Linked DNA regions of Gossypium arboreum: region 2 is linked to region 1. Evidence: chromatin contacts called from public Hi-C data. All regions are on one chromosome and are shown on one strand. Each heading gives the region's core, a stretch centred on a gene start, on an enhancer-like site or on the middle of the called end of the contact. The rest is flanking DNA. Distances are from core to core; before and after follow the strand shown. Region 1 holds the start of LOC108456131. Region 2 holds the start of LOC108457112 (3-ketoacyl-CoA synthase 4).

What was found. A called contact is a pair of places that touch in the nucleus more often than the background predicts.
Region 2: a Hi-C map of leaf shows a contact between it and region 1, with 6 times the contacts expected there. The contact joins the promoter of LOC108457112 here to the promoter of LOC108456131 in region 1. A contact is called at or near these places in 3 of 5 Hi-C or Micro-C datasets (all in leaf).

Annotation. Positions count from the first base shown.
Region 1 is chr3:91,731,996-91,736,733 of ASM2569848v2, forward strand. LOC108456131 reads left to right here and starts at 2,628. Exons shown (of 5, transcript XM_017754728.2): 1 at 2,628-4,738. The coding sequence starts at 3,278. It overlaps LOC108456435 (outer envelope pore protein 24B, chloroplastic-like), which reads right to left and starts at 567. Exons shown (of 3, transcript XM_017755017.2): 1 at 175-567; 2 at 1-100. The coding sequence starts at 444.
Region 2 is chr3:91,973,560-91,977,664 of ASM2569848v2, forward strand. LOC108457112 (3-ketoacyl-CoA synthase 4) reads left to right here and starts at 1,255. Exons shown (of 1, transcript XM_017755968.2): 1 at 1,255-3,375. The coding sequence starts at 1,643. The coding sequence ends at 3,190. LOC108457113 (sugar transporter ERD6-like 6) reads right to left here. Exons shown (of 18, transcript XM_017755972.2): 18 at 3,833-4,105. The coding sequence ends at 4,103.

The sequences.
Region 1 (4,738 bases), core at 1,378-3,877:
CCTCCATCACCGTTCGGTTTTCCCCATGGCCGTGATTGTAAGTGAGCTTCAACGGTTTCTCCGCAACCTTGATTGAGTTCATAAACTGAAACCGAAAATCCTAACCCCCAAAAGGCAAAAATAATTCAATTGGTGATTCATGAAAGGAAAAATGGTTTTCAAGTTAAAGCGTACCTTCTTGGGGACATCATAGTCGAAGATGAAGAAGGCTGGTTTTTCAACGGTTAAAGTAAGATTGTTGAGCCTGGGACCTTTGACGACGGTGACATCACTCATGGAGGCGAGTAACTTGACATCGCCGGCGTTGACGGCAAGAGTAACGACGGCGGTGCTCTTGTCGTTTGTGTATCGGCCTTTCAGAGACGCCTTCATTTCTCTCGGAAGATACAAGGAAGGGAGATAAAGAGGGAGACGTTGGCGGAATTCGGTTTTGTATGTTTGCATGGAAAAGTTTTCAGATTTCAGGTGGACGACGAGCCTAGCTTACCCTCCACTCTTCAATCGAAACTTGGGCTTTCTCGCATAATTTGGAACTTCGACTCCGAAATTCAAGCTTTAAAATCTTTTTGTCTTGTATTCAAATATAAATTATTGGTTTAAATTCTTCTATTACTCCTTAAGCTTTACAAAAATTGTAGTTTTAGTCTCTATACTTTTTGAATTAGTCAATTTTAGTTATTGTACTTTTTAAATTTTAAAATTTTAGCCCTAACCCAATCAGTAGCTATTAAATCTATTTGTTTAAATTCAATCATTAGCCTTGTATTATAAGTAGAGTTGTAGATTTAATCCATATTTTTAATTAAATCATTCTAAGCTTACTTAACATTACACATATAATAATATTTTAGGTGTATCAATTTTAGAAATAACAAAATTTAACTTAATGAATTTAACAATTATCATTTGGTGAAAATTAAAATTTTAAAAACTGAGAAGTACCAAAACTAAAAATAACCAAATTAAATTACAAATATTAAATCCACATAACATAATTTAACCGAAGCTATTTCCTATATTTCATCTATAAAATTAAATAATTACAGTAAATATATTTAGGTAGAGTTTGAGAATTTAAATTTTAAAATAAATTTAAAAATGGTTGAATTCAAGAAATTCATATTTTTCAATGCTGAGGTTGAGATTGCCAAATATAACATAAGAATTGATGTTATAATCTAATTTCCAATTTATTAAATACAATTTTAAACATAAGTTCTTAATTCTGGCATCATAAAATAGTAATTTTAATAATTTAAAAGGAGTAATTAAGTTGGAAATAAATGTTTTGTTTAAACAAACCAATTAAAAAATTACGATTTAATAAAGTTAGATAAGAAAATTAAAATTGACTATAAAATATGTTACTAATATTGTTTATACAATCAATGCTAGGAATTATTAAAACACATCAAAGATAATTGGAAATTTTGTCTAATAATTTTGTTTAAATAAGTTATAGTTTAATGGTGTAAAAGTCTTTAATTTTTTCAAATAAAAAGTAATTAGGCTTTTTTTTACTTAATTAGATACTTAAACTTTCAAATTATACCAAAAACTCTCAAACTTTTTCAAAGAAAACAATTAAACCTTTGTTTTTTTTTTTTTTTTACACTCAATTAGATACTTAAACTGTCAAAATACATTAAAATGTCCTCAAATTTTTTCAAAAAAGCAATAAAGCTCTTTCTTTGTTTTTTACACTCAATTATTAATATGCATCAAAAATGCCCTTTGATCATTAAAACTAATCACCCCTAATTTTTTTCAGTTAAAGCCATCACATGTGACAACCACGGTTGGCATGTGACAAAAACGATAAAAATAAAAATCAATAAAAGTTATAAAATGATTAAATTTTAATAAAATAGAAAAAGTTATAAAAATAGTAAAAAATATAAAATTTTATAAAAATCATAAAATATATAGAAATATAGAAAATATAGAAAAATTTATAATGTCGTAAGAAAATGATAAAAATGTAAAGAAATATAAAATTCGTAAAAAAATTATAAAAATTATCATACCAAAAGAAGCATTATTATTGATTTTTATTTTTATTATTTTTCGTCACATGTCATGCTGTGTTGTAACATGGAATGACTTTAACTGAGAAAAGAACTAGAGATCGTTAACTTTAACAATCAACTGTTAAAGCTAATGGTTAAAGGTCTTTTGATGCATTCTATAAATTTTATGATTTTTATAAATTTATACAATTTTTATATATTTTACTATTTATATATATATATATATATTCTAATTTTTAATTTTTTATATTTTTATTAAAGTTTAATAATTTTATAATTTTTATTGATTATTATTTTTTGTAATTTTATCACATGTGAGGTAGAGGTCATGACATGGGGTGATTTTAATTAAAAATTAGAAATATTTAACTTTAATAGTCAACTGTTAAAGTTTACGATCAAAGGACATTTTGGCAATTGAGTAAAAAAAAGTAGTGTTTAATTATTTTTTTAAAAAATTTTGGATTCTTTTGATACATTTTAACAGTTTAAAATTTAAGTATTTAATTGAGTGAAAAAACATATAAACTTAATTTGAAAAAATTTGGGGATTTTTTTAATATATTTTGAAAGTTTAAATAATAGTAGATTGAAATAAAATCCAAAGACATTTTTTTTTTCTTTTAGTTTGAGCTTTTTGCACCCGCCATAATTTGTTCCTCTAGCACATTTCGAAAATAGAAAAGAAGATCAACGGTACTTCACAATATCACACGCGCGCGTCGAACGCAAACTCAGCTCTTTTCCGCTTCCTTTGAGTTCCCGCCACAAACGCGCGAGTTCCTAAACCCCCAATTTTTCATCAGCAAGCCCTAAAATCATCCCCCGCATTCCTAATACGGACCTGGAATTCCTCGACCTTATCGTCATTTTCCCTGTTGCAGATAGCTCTTCAATCTTCAGGCGAGTTCCACTTTCAAATTTGTTTCTTTTTTATTTTTGGGTAGGATTGGAGAAATGGGAGTTTCTAGTTTCATGTGCTGATGTTAAACTTGTTACTTCTAAACTTAGTGTTTTTGCTTAATAGTGATTAGTTTTCTCAGACACTGAAAATTCAAGCCTCGTTTTGAATTTATGTTAGTTACTATCTAATGTAGCTGGAGAGGCTTGACCCATTTGCACTGTCCAGGAATGTGGACACTTGTGGGCGATTGGCACTCAAGTTCCTAAAATTTATCTGAGGGATAATTAGAAGAGCTCGCCTATCCAAATATCATGTTATTGGAGTAGAGATCTCAGATTCTTTCATGAACGTAATGAAAGTTAAGAGTGAACCTGAAGATTTTGACTGCAACAGTGATGATTTTGGCTTAGACAATGTGGTGTTGAAATGGATTTCGGATAGATGCGAAACAAAGAAAAGGAAAGGCTTCAACTTTGTTGGTTTAAATAAAGAAAAGCTGGAAACCTGCTCTTCCGTGAAACTCGAGTCTCCAAACTTTCAGCACAATGGCGACATACACGATGAACTTGAAGATCCTCTTATCGGTTGGAAATCTGAACTTTTCAAGAATATCAAGAGTAGCGATGAAGATTTGCTTGAACTAAATCGGGATTGGCCTGCGCCTATTGATGTTAAAGTTGAGGTTCCTGAAAGTGAAACTGCTAATGTAAATATTTTGAAGACTGACGTGCCTTGTCCTACAACGGAACCCCAATACTGTTCTCTTAATGAAGTGTCCTATGAATACACCGAAGATTCTGAGACCAGGCTTGACGTGGGGCTTCCTGGTTGTGAAACAAAGGAGCCTCAGTATTGTTCTCTTAATGAAGTGTCCTATGAATACATGGAAGATTCTGAGACCAGGCTTGACGTGAGGCTTTCTGGCTGTGAAACAAAGGAACCTCAGTATTGTTCTCTTAATGAAGTGTCCTATGAATATAGGGAAAATTTTGAGCCCAAGTTTGATGTAGAGGTTTCTAGTTGGGAGATTGCTCAGGTACACGGTCCAGAAAGTAAAGCGTATTTTGGCTTGTCTGGATATAGGAAAGAAGATTATACCATCCATCCCCTTTCCTATGATGTCTCCTCGGAACCAATGTCTCCGATAAAGGATTATAGCTATGATGTTTGTGATAGCTGCCAAAATGAGTCTCCCAAGCCACAGATGCCATGGCAGACAAGCAGGTACAGTTTAATTCAAATTCTTGAGACAAATATTGCTTCTGATACGGAAACGGGGGTCTCACTGTACCCCATAAAATGCAGTGTTTCAAATGGGGTGTCTTATGAATCTACTGAAGATGTTGCTCCTAAATCTGGCGCCAGTTTTTCTAGTTGTGAGACTGTAAAGGTAGACAGTCTGGAAATAATCAGCTATCTATGTTCAGACCTGCAAGAATTTGGGAAAGACAGTTATACTGTAGATCCGCTAACCTATGCTGTTACCTCTGAATTAGTATCTCCTACCAAGGATCATTGTACTGATTTGCATGATAGCTTTAATTCTTCAGAGCACAAGATGTCTTCACAGACCGGCAATCGTGGCCAAGCTGAAATGCCTGAGATGGACACTGATAATTGCTTCCAATGCTTGGAAACTAACAATGAATATAGTGCGTGCTCCTTTGAGAGGAGAAGTACACATTACTGGTCTTCTAATATTAGAAACATTGTGGTCAGTCCTTCCACTGACAATGGCTTGTATTGGAGTTCATCAAGCTTGAAACATGAGAAACATTCAGGCCTTGTTTCTGCTGATTCTTCT
Region 2 (4,105 bases), core at 5-2,504, 240 kb after region 1:
ACTTCTAGTAGTGTCAACAGTAGAATATAATTTGATTCTTCTCCGGTGAGATTTAGTAGAGTACTGAGGAATAAGACGACACAGGATTGGGGTTGAATCGTGTACGTGGGTTCAGGGGCATTATGGTTCTGTAAGTAAGTTTGGTGTTTAAAAATGCATGGGTTATGTTGGGGTTGTCCAATGGAAATAGGATGAGGAGTCATGGTAGAAATTTGAAGGAAAACTAAACAGATATCGAAAAAATTAAAGAAATTTTCCAGAAGAAAAGTTGGGTTGTGAAATGAGGCTTATCTGAATCCGATGGCAATTCTGGTCGCCAATTTACTGCTTACCTTGGCCAACCAAACCCATCTCATCACTCTACGTGCTCTATCCCTCATGTCATTTGGGTGCTGATTGGTTGTTGTCAAATATGGTTTTTATAATTAAATAATATTTATTTTAATTCATTTTTCAATTTAATATATAATTTTATTTGTATTTAAATTTCTTTTTATGATTTTATATATACATTTTAATTTTTAAATTAAAAAATAAGAATTATGATATCATTATAATGTCAGTATATAAAAATATCACATGCACCAGACTTAACAGAGTTGCAAAAAGTACCAAAACCTTTTAGAGCACTAATCTAATGAATATCCCCGCTCAAGAATGAAAATTGAGGTATCAACTTAAAAGAAAGCGACAAATTCAAAGATTAAATGAATATTTAATTTTACAATTAATGAAGGTTGAAAATTGTATCAGAAGGAAACTAAAGAATTTAATTTTTTTATTTATTAATTTGATACTTATTTTTATTTGAGTTAAATTTAACTATTATTTTTAAAAAAGTTAAAATAATTTTTATAAAACTATTGACTAAAATATTATTTTTTAATAATATTGATATGATAATCTACATGTATTTTATACTGATATGATATTATTTATCTTATACATCACATTAAAAAATAATTTAAAATTATAAAAATTAAAAGATATATAAAATTGATAAAATTAAAAATAAAGTAACATATGAATTGTTACACAAATTCTTATATTTAAAATTTAATGTTTGAGTAGACATTCCTTAAAAAAACATTTAGATTATGGAACACAAAATTTGACCAAATAATTTCAAAATTCATGCAATTTGAATGTGGGTAAGGAAAAAAAAAACGATAAGAATGACATCATTTTTAGCCACGTGATTCTAGAAAATGGAGTAACTAGAATACAAAGAAAATAGTAAACAAAAATGATTCAAAACCATGAAAAATTCAGATTGATGTTAAACAAAAAAAAATTCAACTCTTTCCACCGAAAACAAAGATTTCAATAATAGCAACCACTTAGACTCTTGACATTCATAACTTTTCCTATTCCCTTCCTTTCTCCGCACCACTCTTTGCATTAGATTCCCATCTTTAATCTTTATTTTCTCCAGAAACTAAATTTCTTCTCTCAAATTTCCCACATTTTTATTATTATTATTTTTTTTTTTTTTTAAAGTTCAAACCTTGGGTGACGACTCACTCACTATTTGCAAATCTATTAATAGATTTGGTCAGTCCCAAGCAACAACCACTTACCACTCCCTCTTGACCGTTAAACCCCCGCCATACCCCCGGTTCATCACTTTTAACGGAGCATCATGAACCAAAGGGGTGTAGCCACCACAAATGGTGGCTCCGGAAGCGGCTCAGTTGGTGTTCGGATCCAACAATCCCGAAGGCTACCGGATTTCCTCCAAAGCGTTAATCTCAAGTACGTCAAATTGGGTTACCACTATCTAATTTCCAATCTTTTAACCCTCTGTTTTATCCCTGCCATCGCCGCACTATCGATCCAAGTTTCTCAAATGAATCTTGATGATTTACGCCAATTGTGGCTTCACCTTCAATACAATCTAGTCAGCATCATCATTTGCTCTGCTATTCTAGTCTTCGGGTTAACAGTCTATATCATGACCCGACCCCGACCCGTTTACCTTGTCGATTATTCTTGTTACCGTCCTCCCGACCATCTTAAAGCCCCGTACGGTCGTTTCTTGGAGCACTCTAGGTTGACCGGGGATTTTGATGAGTCGTCACTCGAGTTCCAGCGCAAGATTTTGGAGCGCTCGGGGCTGGGAGAAGAGACTTATGTGCCTAAAGCAATGCATAGTATTCCTCCAACGCCGTCTATGGCGGCGGCAAGGGAAGAAGCTGAGGAGGTTATGTTTGGGGCATTGGATACTCTTCTTCGAAACACGAATGTTAGTCCCAAGGATATTGGTATTCTTGTTGTGAATTGTAGTTTGTTTAACCCAACCCCTTCATTGTCTGCTATGATTGTGAACAAGTACAAGCTAAGGGGAAATATTAGGAGTTTTCATCTGGGTGGAATGGGGTGTAGTGCTGGGGTGATCGCTGTTGATCTGGCTAAGGACTTGTTGCAGGTTCATAGGAATACGTATGCTGTTGTTGTGAGTACTGAGAATATTACTCAGAATTGGTATTTTGGGAATAGCAAGTCTATGTTGATACCTAATTGTTTGTTTCGAGTTGGGGGTTCCGCGGTTTTGCTTTCGAACAAGTCCAACGATAGGAGGCGAGCTAAGTATAAGCTTATTCATGTGGTGAGGACTCATCGCGGAGCAGACGATAAGGCATTTAGGTGTGTGTATCAAGAACAGGATGATGCAGGGAAGATAGGCGTATCTCTGTCTAAAGATTTGATGGCAATTGCTGGTGGTGCGCTAAAGACCAATATCACAACCTTGGGTCCTCTTGTTTTACCTATCAGTGAGCAGCTTTTGTTCTTCACAACTTTGGTAGTGAAGAAATTGTTCAATGCAAGTGTCAAGCCTTATATTCCGGATTTCAAGTTGGCATTTGATCATTTCTGCATACATGCTGGGGGGAGGGCTGTGATTGATGAACTGGAGAAGAATCTGCAGCTGCTACCGATACATGTTGAGGCTTCTAGAATGACTCTCCATCGCTTCGGAAACACCTCTTCAAGCTCCATTTGGTATGAATTGGCATATATCGAGGCTAAGGGGAGGATTAGGAATCGCAACCGTATATGGCAAATTGCATTTGGAAGTGGTTTCAAATGTAACAGTGCAGTCTGGCAAGCTCTCCGGAATGTAAAGCCGTCTAGTAATGGTCCCTGGGAAGATTGCATTGATAAGTATCCTATGAAAATAAGCTCCTAGCTGGTAACATTTTGAGTTAGATTCAATTTTTCTCAGCTAGTTGTCAAATTTGGTTACCATTGTGTTTCATCTTTTGCATTTCTTGCATGTTTGGACTTCTATCATGTAGACTTTGCTCATTTTGTACTATAATTCTCAGTGTATTTACTAGTCAATGACATGTCTGATACCAACATTTATAGAAATTTTCATCAATGTACCATCATAGCATTTCATCCTGTTTAGTTTGTTTTTTGTTTTGTTTATTATTGTGATTACTAATAGTTATTACTCAGATATCATTGATATATAATGCCTTTTTGCTGTTGCTAAAAGTGGCAAGGACCACAATGGCTAGAACTGATTAGTGACGCTTGCTTTCCTGCTGTTCAAAACTTGTATTCATCATGAAGCAATGATGAGTAACGTACTAATTTAGCTGAATCTTTGTTACTCGAATTGAATTGGTATATATGTACAACACATCCATGTTGAATTTTTTCTAGTTTTTCCATGTATTGGATGATCTTTGAAGAGTTATATTTTTTATACCAATGTCTGGATATTCATTTGGCATGAATATTTGGCACAGCTACCCGGACAAAATTGTAGAGTTGGAGATGAACTTATTCTGCCTGGCTACTAATAACAGAAAATTTGGCATGGCCATGGTAAGAATATATGGCATGTATATGCCAAATGAAGGAATTAATCACTCAAATAAGTAGACAATAGTACATATATTTTATTTTGAGGATGAAATTTATACAAGTGATGTAGAAATAGAAGCTAGGAAGAAGAGATGCTTGCTAGAGAATATGGAAAGATAAATATATAAACAAAAATTTTACAGCTAGAGATGATTATAAAAGAATGGAAAATTGCAGGAACTGAATTATTCTATAGTGAAAATGGGGGGGAAAGAAGAAAAGCTTA